2 separate regions of the Sus scrofa genome follow, and region 2 is linked to region 1. Evidence: chromatin contacts called from public HiChIP or PLAC-seq data. All regions are on one chromosome and are shown on one strand. The core of a region is the stretch at or near the end of the contact, and the rest is flanking DNA. Distances in the headings are between cores, read along the strand shown.

Region 1 (7,513 bases), core at 3,640-6,139:
CAGGAGGGCGCCTTTTTATTTTTTAATTAATTTATTTATTTTGTCTTTTTGCTCCCGCGGCATTATAGGAGGTTCCCAGGCTAGGGGTCTAATTGGAGCCATAGCCACCAGCCTATGCCAGAGCCACAGTAACGCGGGATCCGAGCCGCGTCTGCGACCTACACCACAGCTCACGGAAACGCCGCCTCCTTTAACCCACTGAGCAAGCTCAGGGACCGAACCCGCAACCTCTTGGTTCCTAAGTCGGATTCGTTAACCACTGCGCCACGACGGGAACTCCAGAAGGGTGGCTTTTGCATACCATCCCGATTCCGAACCTGCCTCATCAGAATCTGAGCCTCATCAGAAAAGCAGCTGGCAAACGCCAGGTGCAAAGTGGATGCTGGCGGGGGGGGGGGGGGCCCTCTTACCACAACTGGCACCGTTCTAACCAAGACCCCGTTTCCAGAGCTTAAACAAGCCACTCTCCACTCCAAGTGGTCTCAGCGAGCCACATCCCTTGTCTTCTTCAAATAATCTACTCTACACCCACGGGGCTCTCCTGCTCCTCTCAGGTGCCTCTGGAATGAACTCCCGCCCGTGGGCTACCCTAGGACCAGGGCCCCGCCACGCGCCCACCCACACGCCCAGACGACCCGTCATTGATGGCCTGGGCCCTCACCACGGCAGTTCGTAGTGGCCAGCGCTGCCCGGGGCCTTGCTGGGGGCCGGGGCAGGATCCTGGGCCCCGCGTTCGTCTGCGCCACTGCCGGAGCCCCCCGCGTCCATTCTCCCGCGGCCTCTTCCCGCCGCCCGAGGTCCCGCCCCACGACGCCACACGCAGGTTCCGCCCCTGTTCCTGAGGGACGCAGGATGCGAGCGGAAGCGTCTCTCCGCGCCTTTTGCGCCTGCGCAGAGGGCTCTATCTCGTCGTGGGCGCCTGTTGCTAGAGGCCGCAGTTGCTATGGGAGACCTGGCGTCGCGCCTGCGGAGTGAGAGGAAGGAGAGACCGACCGCAACGCCTTCCGAGAAGGCTGCTTGCTTCAGGAAGGGAAGTTCGTTGGTTTTTGTCTTTGTGTGATTTGTCTGGGAGGCTATCTCTGCGCGGCCCGTCGGGACCCGCACGCCTAGCAGGCCTGGCGGAGTAGGAGCATCCTGTCTGGTGCGGGGCGAATCCGGGGGCCGGTGGACGTGGGACGTTCCGCCCAAATGCAGGAACCGTCGGCGCACATGGACAGGGGCTGATGTCCTGGGAGGCAGAGGCTTGAACTGACCTCTAGGACTTGCCCTTGCCTAGCTTTTCCGATTGCTCAGAATGTCCGTCCCCCCCAACCCCCCCTCCCCCCTCCGCTGGATGGGCTCCTGCACCCTGGAACTTAATGTTCATTATCAGGAAATTCTCAGAATGCTGCAACATGGGAATTCCTCTCATTTTGCAGAAGAAGAAACTGCCCCTCTGTAAGATGTGACTCACTTTCATAACAGAAAAATAGGTAGTGCGTGTTCCCAAGTGCTTTGTGCATTCTTTTGGGCTGGTTTTCTACCTGTTGAACTAATCTTTCCTCCCGTAGCCTACTTGTCATAATAATAACAAATAATTTAAAATGAATAATGACTGTATTTTCTTTCCTGTGCTATGTACTAGTCCAGAGGTGGATACTCATTATCCTCGTTTTACAGTTGAAGAAACAGTCCTGAGAATGACTAATTTGTCCAGTGTTATTTGCGTTGTAAGTGGTGGAGCCAGGATTCCTTCCCCCACCATGTAGTCAAAACAGTAGTCATAAAATTCTATTTTGTTGCACTTAGCATACTGCATCATAATTTTGGGATAAATGTGTCTTTAATGTCTGAATTGAAGGTAAGGATTGAGACCTCCATCCTGTCCTTGCTTAACACAACACCTGGTGCTCTGTAAATGTTCGATTTGAGTCTCTGTAATGAACAGCTTGGGTCAGCTGTGAGGAACTGGGTTGCTTTCACCAGAGAACTGATTAAAGTCCCCTGGCTGTTTTCCTTCCATCATCAGTTAAAATATGTATCTACTACAGGGAGAAGGCCTTGTCTTCCAGGCGGTTGATTCGTCATTCAAATAAATATGGGCTCCAGAATCTAGGCTGCAAAGGTGATTGTTTTCGTTTTAGGGCTGCACCTGCAGCATATGGAAATTCCTGGGCCAGGGGTTAAATCACAGTGCATCTGGGGCCTCTGCCACAGCCAAGGTAACACGAGACCTGAGCTCCATCTGCAGCCCATGCCACAGCTTACAGCAATGTCAAATCCTTAACCCACTGAGCTAAGCTAGGGATCAGACCTGCTTCCTCACACAGACCATGTTTGGCCCTTAACCCACTGAGCCACAACAGGAACTCCTATTTTCTCTTTTTTTCCAACCCCTCAAGAAACCCTGCCCATTATAGACATTCATTGGGGAAGGTAATATCGCTGTTCTCTTCATTTTTTTCCTTTTCTTTTTGGCCACTCCTGTGGAATGCAGAAGTTCCTGTGTCAGGGATTGAACCTGTGCCACAGCAGTAACCAGAGCCACAGCAGTGACAATGCTGCCAGGTCCTTAGCACACTGAGCCACCAGGGAACTCTCTGTTTTTCATGTGTCAATTCTCTGCTTCATCTTTTCTAACTTGAGTGTTTGTTTAACTCCTTGAGGACATGGCACCTGCCCCTTGATTTCCCAGTTTCTTCCTTTGTATTTAAGTAGGCATGGAATTATGTTTGCCAGTTGCTTATTCCACTTATGCAGCCAGGCTAGCAAGTTCGAGGCAGTGGGCACAGTTTACAATTGTGTTCTACGAGTTGGGATGAAAACACGTGCTTCCTCATTCTTTTTAAGTTATCGCCAGTTGGGGAGTTCCCGTCATGGCGCAGTGGTTAACGAATCCGACTAGGAACCATGAGGTTGCGGGTTCGGTCCCTGCCCTTGCTCAGTGGGTTAACGATCCGGCGTTTCCGTGAGCTGTGGTGTAGGTTGCAGACGCGGCTCGGATCCCACATTGCTGTGGCTCTGGCGTAGGCTGGCGGCTACAGCTCCGATTCGCCCCCTAGCCTGGGAACCTCCATATGCCGCGGGAGCGGCCCAAAGAAATAGCAAAAAAAAAGCCAAAAAAAAAAAAAAAAGTTATTGCCAGTTGGGCATGAACCTCAAATGACCAAGATTCTGAAGCAGTTTCTTTTAATGATGGTAATGATTCAAGTCTCCAGCTTCAAAACTAACTGTGTTTCTCATCTCTCCTTTTACATGATTTGAGAAAAAACTACTTGAAGTTGGCTCTAGCTCTTCATTCCCCTTCATACTAATAGAACCATCCTGTATATTTTTAGAATCACTATTCACCAGTCCTTTCTTTCTCTGGAGGAGATAATACACATTTCCTTGAAATATAAGCTTTTCTTGAAATGTCTCTTTGTGGTTTTCCCTTGGAATTTTTCCCATGTGGTAATATTTGTTATAGTCAGTTATCTCTCTCACACACATATGCACAGTTTAGAAACTAAGCAGGCAACCTGTTGGTGGGCCCTGGACACTGATTTCACTGATGTGCTTTAAATGCCAGGAGAATCAGAAGGTGACCTTTGGGGCAGAACTGCACCATCAGGGCATTTTTCCTCTCTCTGGACTGAGCCTTCTGTGTTTGCTGGACTTGGGCCCAGACAGAGCTTCCTTCTTAAAAGCTCCAGCCACTCCCCTAGGGCCACACAGCAGCCACATGGGGCAACCAGGGAATATTGGGGAAACCCCAGGCTCTGGTCAAAGGGCAAGGGGCATCCACGTGAACCCTCCTCTTCTTTCCTAACAAATGTGTGAAATCCCTGGAAATTAAATTCATACCCAGCCTGAGCTCCCAGACTTTTTTTTTTCTTTCTGTTCAAGCCCACGACATACAGAAGTACCTGGCCCAGGGATCGAACTGGTGCCACAGCAGTGACAGTGCCAGATCCTTAACTGCTAGGCCACCAGGGAACTCTTCCAAGACTCTTGTCACAAGAAGGCAATTAGTTGGAGAAAATAGGAAAGATGTGGAAAGGAGAAAATGGAAAACAAAAGCCTTTCCCTAAAGCCAGAGGCTTTCAATCAAATTTGTCAAATGGGATAGGCAACAAATCTTGGTTAAAATGACACTTTAGGAGTTCCCTGGTGGCCTAGTGGGTTGAAGGCCTGTTAGCACTGCTGTGGCTCAGGTCACTGCTGTGGCGTGGGTTCGATCCTTGGCCCGGACACTTTTGCATGCTATGGGGGGGAGGCCAAAATAATAACAACAACAATAAAAAATAATAAAATGACACCTCTAACATGGCATTGAAGGACATAGGGTTGGAAATTTGGTGGCATTTCCAGGCCAGGATGACCATAAACTCCTGCTTTCCACCCTCTCGTAGCCTCCATTGACCCAGGATGTGCGCCTACTTGAGGCTGTTTGCTTTGTTTACACTGAAGTTTTAAAAATTCATTTGCTGTTTCCCAAAGGATTTCTTTATGAATTTTAGCTCTTTTTTAAAATGGTGATCCTATCACTGAAATAATTGTTTGCCCTCAGACACTGCGGTCTTCTATCACCAGTAGTGTTTTTCTAACATTCTCATTAGCATTTTCAATATTAAAAAGCTCATTATGTAGAGAAAAAGCCTATATCCTAAATATACCTACACTATAAGGATTTGTCATTTGAGTAACACTTGTCCTCAAGAATTGTACTGATTAGGTTTGCGGGATTTGGAAGCTGGTAGAAATAATCATTTAGCCCGACTCTTGGTTTCTGTCTGTCTAACGATATTGATTGAGAGCCTGCAGCCACTGTCATGGGCACTGGGGTGTGAAACAGGGCCAGCTTCCGCCCTTAAGGAGCTTGCACGGTAGGGAGGGAAAGACACACCAAGCAGCCAATCGTAGTTCCTTAATTGTGATTACGAGGTGTTAGGAAAAGCCCTGATTGGCTGTTAGAATGTCAGCCACAGGTGCCATCCCACCTGGGCGGTCAGGAAGGGGTTTTCTGGGGAGGAGTCCTTAGACCTGAGATCTGAATGCTGCATCTGAGCTTTGAATGTCTGTTGGCTTTGCCTGGAAGGTACCTCTTCACACCCTCCCTCTCTCCCTTTGCTGTCTTTCCTGTCACCGTGTTTATCGCTTTGTTGTGTTACCCACAATTATCTGGATCTAGCGCCTTGTTTATTCTTTGAACCTCCCCCCGCCGCCCCCACCCGAGAGCGACCCTCCTTAAGAACAGGAGCTCTGTCCTGCTCAGCATCTTCTCCCTGTGTTGCCCAGAGCACCTGCCCAGAGAAGGTGCTGCATTTGCCCTGAAGGGATGAGTGACTGAACAACAGCGGGACTGACCAATCAATCTGGGATGAGTGGGCGTGGGAGTTGGAGAGAGAGGAGGCCTGCAGGGGCCAGACCGCGTGAGACCAGGATGTTGGGTAAAAGCCGCCAGACCCAGTTTACGTTTCGATGGCTCTGGTTGCCATGCGTCAGTGGTCTGGAGGGACGTGTGTGTGAAGGAAATGCCAGCAGCAGTCTGTGTGCTACTGTTGTGATCTTTTAGTCTCTAAGTTTTAAATTGTAAAACATTCCACATATACTGAAAATTATATCAACATTCATGTACTCACCACCAAGACATATTAAAAATTTGCTCATGGAGTTCCCGTTATGGCTCAGTGGTAATGAACTTGATTAGTATCCACTAGGATTCGGGTTTGATGCCTGGCCTTGCTCAGTAGGGTAAGGATATGATGTTGCCGTGAGCTGTGGTGTAGGCAGTCAGCTGTAATAACTCTGATTCCACCCCTAGGGTGAAGAACTTCCGTATGCTGCAGGCGTGGCCCTAAAAAGACAAAAAACAAAAAAAACAAAAAAACAAAACTTTTGCTCCTTTTATTTATTTAATTAACTTTTTTGGCCATGTTTGTGGCATATGTGAGTTCCAAGGGCAGGGATCGAACCCTCAACACAGTTGTGACCTGTGCCACAGTTGTAGCAACGCCAGATCCTTAATCCACTGGACCACATAGGAACTTCCAGCAAAGTTTTTGGATTTGTCTCTTCAGATCTGTTTCCTCTTCTAGAATGTAAACTCCATGAGAGTGGAGTTGTGGTCCTTTTTCACTGCCTGGCACAGAGGAGGTGCTCAAGAAAACTTGCCAAGTGGGTGTATTCGTTTTCTGCCATAGAGTATTCCATGGTGTTCTGAGGTACTTTAAGGTAGATACCTAGAAATGAACCACTCAGTCCTAGATAAGGGCATCTTTCATTTATGAGAGTCATTCAGATGATTTTCTGGAGAAGGTCTCCAGGTAAATCCTCACAGAATACTCAGGGTCAAGGTAGAGGCAAAACCTAAGCCCGGAGTTCCCGTCGTGGCGCAGTGGTTAACGGATCCGACTAGGGACCATGAGGTTGCGGGTTCGGTCCCTGCCCTTGCTCAGTGGGTTAATGATCCGGCGTTTCCGTGAGCTGTGGTGTAGGTTGCAGACGCGGCTCGGATCCCGCATTGCTGTGGCTCTGGCGTAGGCCGGTGGCTACAGCTCCAATTGGACCCCTAGCCTGGGAACCTTCATATGCCACGGGAGCGGCCCAAGAAATAGCTAAAAAGACAAAAAAAAAAAAAAGCAAAAAAACAACCTAAGCCCTACAGGGCCCCCTATCTATGTCTTACCTCCACGCAGCCGTCTCTCTGGCCTCCCTTTCTACCTGCCACCCTGCTCTCTCTCATACAGTCAATTCCAGACACACGGCCCTCCTTGCTCTAGATAAAAAGGGCCAAGCACACCCCCCATACACACACCCCAGGACCTTTGCACGTGCTATGCCCTCAGATGTCCGCCTGTCTCCTTGCCTCATTCTGGTCTCTGCTCTGTGTCATCTAGTCACCCAGACTTCCCTGGTCCCCTCCTCCCACCAGTACCCCCCCCCCCGCCGCTTTCCTTTCTCTGTATCATCGATGATAAATTAAGGGATCGTCTCCTTAATTTCTCTCTGATCTTTTTTTTCTGTAACCTAACTCTAGCTGATAAATATGTATCGTGCGTGTACTGTGTGTGTGGCCTCACGTAGAATGTTTCATTATGGCAAGGATTTTCCCCATCTCAGTCATTGCTGTCGCCGGTGTCTCGGTGCTTGGCAGACACTGACACACATTTTCGGAATGAATGAATGGTCCCAGGGCGTTTTAGAATGACAGACACGATGGAGTAAGGGAGAATTTTGCATTAGTATTTTTCTATAGCACTGGCTCATAATTGTTACTCATTTTGTTTGTTTGTTTGTTTTTGTTTTTGTTTTTTGTCTTTTTTGGCTGCCCCGGGGCATTTGGAGTTCTCAGGCCAGGGATCAGATCAGAGCCACAGTCATGATCTAAGCTGCAGCTGCGGCAACTCTAGCTCCTTAACCCACTGAGCTGGGCTGGGAATGGAATGTGTGTCCCAGCGCTCCTACGATGCCACCTATCTTGTTGTGCCACAGCGAGAACTCCTGTGTTTGCTGTTTTAAGAGAACTTCGCATATTAGTGTCTAACGGAAA
Region 2 (7,513 bases), core at 1,567-4,066, 460 kb after region 1:
GCCTTGAGGCCAACATACAGAGGCCATCTTTGGGTCATTTCTAGAAGTAACTCCAGCACTGCATCCTCAAAGTGGTCAGGCTGTCAGCCCAGCCACAAACGAGACAAAAATCAAATCACTTAAATATAAAAGCAAGTCATGTACCCATGTTGAGTCTCATTATATGACTTCACCCAACAGAAGCTAAGGTAGATAATTTTTTTTGTCTTTTTAGGGCCTCACCCGCGGCATATGGAGGTTCCCAGGCTAGGGGTTGAATTGGAGCTGTAGCTGCCTGCCTCCACCACAGCCACAGCAATGCGAGCCCTGAGTCCTGTCTGCGTCCTCATGTATACTAGTCAGGTTGGTTTCCACTGAGCCTGATGGGAACTTCAATAATTTAAAAACAAACTGTCTCTTGTTAGGTTTGAGTCTAAGCAAGATCAAATTTACATTTAAAAAGAAAAAAAAAGAGACAACCAACCCAGAAGTTAGGCCAATGCATTTCTTTTCCTCCTTTTCATTTCAAAACGTCAAAAAAATCCAGAACTAAATATCACATCCAGGAAATTCAATGTAGGTTAACTTTAAAATTCTGACATGCTCTGGAAAGTGGACATGAAGAAGTAAGACCTTTGAAATACTTCAAATGAGGAATTCTTTTAAGGATCACCTTTTGTTTTTGTTTTGCTTTTTTTTTTTTTTTTTTGGCTGCATCTGAGGCAGGTGGAAAATCCTGGGCCAGAGATCGAACCCAGCCACAGTAGTGACCCAAGCTGATGCAGTGACAATGCTAGATCCTTAACCTACTGCACCACAAGGGAACTCCTCAAAGGATCAGTTTTTGAAGGACCTGCTTACAGATTTCGTCATCAAATTTGGCTAGAGGTGTGCATTCATAGTCATCCCGTAAAGTAAAAAAGGCAAAAATAAGTGAGTGGCAATGAAATTCAGACATCCGCTACGACATGGATGAACCTTGCTACCTTATGCTTAGTGAAATAAGGAAGTCACAAAAGGACAAATACTGTATGATTCCACTTATATGAGGCACCACAAATAGGGAAATGCATAGATAATTACAGCTTTGTAGTAGGTTTTGAAATCAGGAAGTACACACCTTCCAACTTTGCTATTTTTCAAGACTGTTTGGGCTATTTGGGGTCCGTTGCATTTCCACATGAATCTTAGGGAAGTTTCTCCAGTCCACAAATACTCGATGTCTTTCCATTTGTTTCTTCTTTAATGGCTTTCAACACTCTCTTGTAGTTTTCAGTGTATACGTCTTACACTTCTTTGGTTAAATGTATTCCCCAGTATTTTCTTTTCTTTTTTTTTTTTTTTCCAAGTATTCTTTTTGATGCTATAGCAAGTGGAATTTTTTTGAGTACACTTTTTGATTGCTCATTGCTAACATATGGAAATACAGTTGATTTTTGTATATTGACCTGGCATCCTGCAACGTTGCTGAAGTCCTTTATTAGCTCTAATTTGTGTTTTTATATCCCTTGGGGTTCTGTATACAGGATCCTGCCATCTGCAAAAAGAGACAGTTTTGCATCTTCCTTCCCAATTGAGAGGCCTTTTGTTATCTTACCTACCTGCCCCACCTAGAACCTCCTGTACAAAGTTGAAAAGAAGGGACACAAACAGCCATCCTTGTCTTGTTTCTGGTCTTAAGGGGAAAGCCTTCAGTCTTTTCATCATCAAGTATAACATGAACTCTACAGAGGTTTTTTTTTGGTAGATGCTCTTAATTATGTTGAGAAAGTTCCCTTCAATTCCTAGTTTGTTGAGCAGTTTTGTTTTGTCATGAGAGGGGGTAGTATTTTGTCAAATGCCTTTTTCCTACATCTATGGGAAAAATCCCTGTGCTTTTTGTCTTTTATGCCTCATGTTGTTATTCCCTTGGTTGATTTCCGTAGGTTGAACCAAGTAGGATCGATCGCACTTGGTCACTGTACGGTCAGGCCATTCAGGAGGGTTGTTCTCTGGCTCTCTGTACATCCCCTGCTCAACCACTCTCTGCTGCACCCACGTGACTATCTGATCTTTTTTTTTTTGCCATTTCTTGGGCCACTCCCACAGCATATGGAGGTTCCCAGGCTAGGGGTCTAATCAGAGCTGTAGCCACCAGCCTACGCCAGAGCCGCAGCAAGTCGGGATCCAAGCCACATCTGCAGCCTGTATCACAGCTCACGGCAATGCCGGATCCTTAACCCACTGAGCAAGGCCAGGGATCGAACCCACAACCTCACAGTTCCTAGTCGGATTTGTTAACCACTGAGCCACGACGGGAACTCCTCCGATCTTCTTATTTAAAGGGCTTCATCAGTGACATGCCTGCCCCCGGCTGGTTTCCCTGGGAACTGGTTGGCCAACCCGATGTCAATTCCCGCATCAATGGTAGCCTCCGTCTCTGTGTGTGAGGGTTGTTGTTATTATGTCTTGGGCCACCTGCTACCCAGGGTGGGGCTGTCACACCGGGATCTTGCTTCAGGTATGTAAAATTCACCTGTCCAACAAACCACCGCCTTTTCTATCATGGTATCTGGGTTCTTTTTTCTGTCTCATGGCAGGGCAACTACAAAGGCTTGCAGGCCGGGGTGGGGGTGCAGCGTCACCATGTATAATCCTCGGTAGATGTTCCTGGATTCATTTATTGAGGATTTTTTTTTTTTTTTTTGGCCACACCCGTGGCATGTGACATTCCCAGGCCACCAGGGATCAAACCCGAGCCACAGCAGTGACCCCAGCCTCGAAGGGACCACGCTGGATCCTTAACCTTGCACCACAAGGGAACTCTGGCCGGAAGTGTTTTGGTGACTCATTCACATGCTATACTTGTTATGTGACTTCACATTTTGTGTTGTATCTTCGGTCAGTTTCAGTAGTCTGTCCATTTCCTCTAGGTTGCTTCATTTGTGGGCGTACAACTGTTCAGGATTTGCAGTAGGCCGGTGGTCCCCCCAAAATAACCAAAACCTGTGAGGATATCATTGTTACGTGGCAAGGGGCGGCTCGTTCGCAGATGGGCTGAAGCGTGCTCAGCCGCTACCCTGCCGAAAAGATGCTGCTGCGTTATCCAGCTGGCTCACGGTAATCAGTGTGAGGGGCATTAAATGTGGGAAAGGCACGCGGAGGAGTCCGCGCAGGAGGGGTGTGATACGAGGAGGACTGTGTTAGTGCCTTGATCTCGGGGTTTTTGCATCCGAGTTCCCTCGGCCTGGAACGCTCCTCCCCTGCATCGTGCAGTGTCCGCCGGGAGGAAAACGGAGTGGTTACTGATACTCTTGCATCCATCAATGTCAAGTATATCTCAGCAGAGCTTGTACTGTGTGCTCTTCACTTCCAGGGGCCCTGGCCATGGGGGTCCCTGCACATGCAGAAGACCTGTGGGGCTTCTGAGGGCTTCATGTGGGCCAAAATGTTATGTGCACATGCGTGTCAGGGGTCTTCGGAGAGATCTGTGGTCCTGGTTGGGAGGGGATGGGGAATCAGATTGTCACATATACGTCGAGGTGCTTCTGAGCACTGGCAGGGCCGTAATTGACTTCCCTGGGGGCTTCCCAAGGGCCAGTTGCTGTTCTGAGTGGGTCACAAGGTTGTCTTTTTGAATTTAAAAATATCTCCCTTCCTTAAAGGATACAGAAAGACAGCAGTACTTCAGCATGTGAGTCTCTAACCTAAATGGCTACAAAAGCATTCAGTGCTATGGAATATAGGTCATGATGTCAGACAATTTGGAACTTTTTGGTTTCAAGAAGGAAGCTGATGGAGTTTCCGCTGTGGCACGGTGGATTCATGATCTGGTTTGTCTCTGTGGTGTTGCTCGTTCAATTCCCGATCCGGTGCAGTGGGTTAAGGATTCAGCATTGCTGCAGCTGCAGCTGTGGTGTAGGTTGCAAGTTCCGCTTGGATTGATCCCTGGCGCAGGAACTTCCATAAGCCTTGGGTGCAGCTGAAAAGGGGGTGGGGGAGGAAAGAAAGCAAGCTGTTCTACAAACATCTTTTTTTTTTTTTTGGTCTTTTCAGGGCTGCACCCACGGCATATGGAGGTTCCCAGGCTAGGGGTCTAATTGGAGCTGTTGCTGCCGGCCTATGCCAGGGCCACAGCATTGCCAGATCCGAGCTGCATTTGCAATCTACACCACAGCTCACAGCAACACTGAATCCTTAACCCGCTGGGCGAGGCCAGGGATTGAACCCGCAACCTCATGGTTCCTAGACAGAATCATTCTGCTGTGCCACGATGGGAACTCCTTTTCTTTTCTTTCTTTCCTTTTTTTTTTTTACAAACATCTCTCTTTTTTTGGGGGGGTGTCTTTTTTTGCCTTTTCTAGAGCCGCTTCCTGCAGCATATGGAGGTTCCCAGGCTAGGGGTCTAATCAGAGCTGTAGCCACCAGCCTACGCCAGAGCCACAGCAACGAGAGATCTGAGCCACGTCTGCAACCTACACCAAGCTCATGGCAATGCCAGATCCTTAACCCACTGAGCAAGGCCAGGGGTTGAACCTGCAACCTCATAGTTCCTAGTGAGGATTCATTAACCACTGCATCAGGACAGGAACTCCTACAAACATCTCCTGAATAGCTCTGTCATTTCTAAGCCAAGCAGGAGACAGATGATAAATTCACACATTTAACTTAAATGATTTTCTTCAAATAATGTACTTCTTTCTGAAAAATTAGAACAATTACAGATCTAATCATTTATTTTTTAGATAAATAATAAATAAAAATAGATCTAACCATTTATTTATTTCACTGCTGGCTTTGGAACAGAATCTGTAAGTATCCTATCTAACTGGATACAATTTGATCAATACCAAGATTGTTAAAGTTCAAAAAAATATTCTTGAGAGTCAAGATATGATTTAATTATAAGTATTTGTGCAGAACAACAGAAATTTAGGAGTTCTCTTGTGGCACAGGGGTTAAGGATTGGCGTTGTCACTGCCAAGGCTCAGGTTGCCACTGTGGTGTGGGTTCTATCCCTGGCCTGGGAACTTCCACATGCTGCAGGTGTGTCCCCACCCCAGACCCCCCCAAAAAAACAAAAACCAAAAGCCCCCCTAAACGTAGTAATTTAGAAACAGATGTTATGACTCTTGTTTGTGAGGGTCACGCTCAGTTCAAGCACCTGCGAGAGCCTGGTGTGTAGAAAGCCCTGGTTGGGAGTAAGAGGCTGTGTTTCCTGCCCAGAGTGGCCACTAGCTGGGGGAGTCTTCAGCGAAAGCAGGACTGGGACACAGCAGGTCATGCTAAATGCTGGAGGCTCCCAGCAGGAGCTGAGATTCTGACCATGCCCAGAAAGAAGGGGGCATTCATGAGTCTGCAGGGCAGGAACGGAGTCACAGGGAGGGATCAGCTTTTACACGAGCTCCTGGAAGGCAGCTTCAGGGCACGTTCAGGAAATCACAGACCAAGCGGAATCGAGGTGGGTGATGGTGGGGGAGGCAGATGAAATGAGGGAGGTCAGAAGAGCAGAAGGAATGGAATGTGGAAGGAAGCTGGGACTCTACGGTGATAAGGAGCCACAGACCATGGCGGGAGGAGGGGGGGTTGGGGTCAGGTGGACAGAGCCCAGTTTTCAAAGAAGAAATGAGCGGGGTAAAGTGGGGGATCGGATGGATTGAAAAGGGCTCCTCTGCCCAGAGGAAAGGAGATTGGCCACAAGGAGGTGGGAGTGGGGCTGGGATGGTGGGGTTGGCTCAGGACAGAGCAATTACAACAGACCTGGTCTCTGCCTTTAGATTTTTTTTGTTTTCAGCCATGCCTGGGGCATGTGGAAGTTCCTGGACCAGGGATCGAACCCTCACCAGAGCAGCCACCCAAGCTGCTGTAGTGACAACACTGCATTCTTAAACCCACTGCACCACAGGAGAACGCCTGCCTTCAGATTTTTCTGCAAAAGGTTTTCTAGTAAAACAGAGCTGTGTACTAATGCTGCAGGAAAATTCCCAAGATTTGGTAGGAAGCATTTGCAGTCTGATGGTGTTTGAAGATGTAACTGCAAATCGCCCAGCCATCGGCCTCCGTTCACAGCGGAGAGCGAAGGTGGAGCAAGGATCTGAACGCCGCACAGCGTCGCAGTGACATGACGGTACCACATCATCAAACTGATGTCACGCTGGGGTCCAGCGGGAGTCTAAGTGTTTGGGTACAGGACCAAGCCACCTAACTGCACGACCACCCCACCTGGGCCACGGTGCAAAGTGTGTGTATTTGCTAACAATTGTCTCCTGCTCCCAGTTGAACCTGAACTCTGTCATTGAAGCAACTGCTACTAAAAACAGGCCGTCAGGGAGTTCCCGTCGTGGTGCATCAAAAAAGAACCTGACTAGGAACCATCAGGTTACGGGTTCCATCTCTGGCCTCGGCCAGTGGGTGGGGGATCCGGTGTGGCCGTGAGATGTGGTATAGGTCGCAGACACAGCTCAGATGTGGTATGGCTGTGGTGTAGGCCAGTGGCTGTAGCTCTGATTCTACCCCTAGCCTGTGAACTTCCATATGCCCTGGGTGCGGCTCTAAAAAAGCAAAAAAAAAAAAAAAAAAAAAAAAAAAAGAGAACAAGCACTTATCTTATCTCCACTTCTTTTTAAACTGTTAATGTTTTTTCAACATCTCAGGGGACAAACTGGACAGAAGAGGATTAAGGAGAGACTATTTTAGGACACAGAATATTTCATAGACTCAAATCAAATGCAGTCTGAAATGTTCATGTTTGCCTAGGGTCATATGGATTTAGGCTAAATACCATCTATTTGGGGACTGTAAAATTGTTTACCCTAAGCACACTAGGCTAGATCCTAGGTCAGTGTACATGGATTTTTATTCATCTTTTCCTGCTTTTAAAGATGGGTGCTAATTAAAATTTTCCATCGCAGATGACTTTGGGAAGAAGAAGAAGATTATAAAATGGTATTACCTTGCATATTATACTGATAGTAATTAGGATCTTCTGATTCTTTCTTGACTGACACAGCTGCTGCTTTCAGTGAAATGCCTTTGAATGCAATGGAAATTATAAAATTACATGTTAGGCTAAACCCACCAACAGAGAGAGGTGACTGGCTAATATTTTTTCCAGGTTCTGTTTGGGTTAACACAGCAACATGGCAATCAGCAAAGGAACTCATGCACTACGAACAAATGGTTTCTCCGTATAAAATACAGAATCCACAAAAGAGGAAAGAAGGAGAGAGGGATGAAGAGAGGGAGGAACAGAAGATGAGAAGAAAGAGGGCTAGTTTCCAGTTGGGGGACATTTTCCCTTGCAGGGTGGCTAAATATGGGCATGCATTTGCATGAAATATTGTAACGATTCTTTTCGTCACAGATGGTCTTCATTCACCTACGACAACAGAATGGATTTAAAACCACCGCCTTAGTAAAACCCAAGGGCTTTATCAGGGAAAGGTGCGGTAGACGGTAAAGCTTAGCCACAAATGTCTCCCATCCCAGCATATACACCTGTTTGCAATGTGACTTCCCCACTCCAAGTTTCTGGAAGTGGAAATCTCCAGCTTTT

What was found. HiChIP or PLAC-seq counts read pairs in DNA pulled down with a chosen protein or histone mark.
Region 2: an H3K27ac HiChIP or PLAC-seq map of alveolar macrophages shows a contact between it and region 1. The contact joins two enhancer-like sites. A contact is called at or near these places in 1 of 5 promoter capture datasets (fetal skeletal muscle) and 1 of 2 datasets of contacts at active chromatin or transcription factors (alveolar macrophages).

Annotation. Positions count from the first base shown.
Region 1 is chr3:11,391,807-11,399,319 of Sscrofa11.1, forward strand. RFC2 (replication factor C subunit 2) reads right to left here and starts at 884. Exons shown (of 11, transcript XM_021086337.1): 1 at 662-884. The coding sequence starts at 768. Within about 2 kb of position 4,890, at least 16 of the 83 cell types and tissues checked have an H3K27ac peak or open chromatin away from gene starts, as enhancers often do. A contact at or near this core is called in alveolar macrophages, where this site is marked.
Region 2 is chr3:11,856,100-11,863,612 of Sscrofa11.1, forward strand. The region is part of intron 8 of LOC100620992 (general transcription factor II-I repeat domain-containing protein 2); the gene reads right to left. It overlaps LOC102167472 (a long non-coding RNA gene), which reads left to right and starts at 6,995. Exons shown (of 3, transcript XR_002342329.1): 1 at 6,995-7,513. Within about 2 kb of position 2,817, at least 1 of the 83 cell types and tissues checked has an H3K27ac peak or open chromatin away from gene starts, as enhancers often do. A contact at or near this core is called in alveolar macrophages, where this site is marked.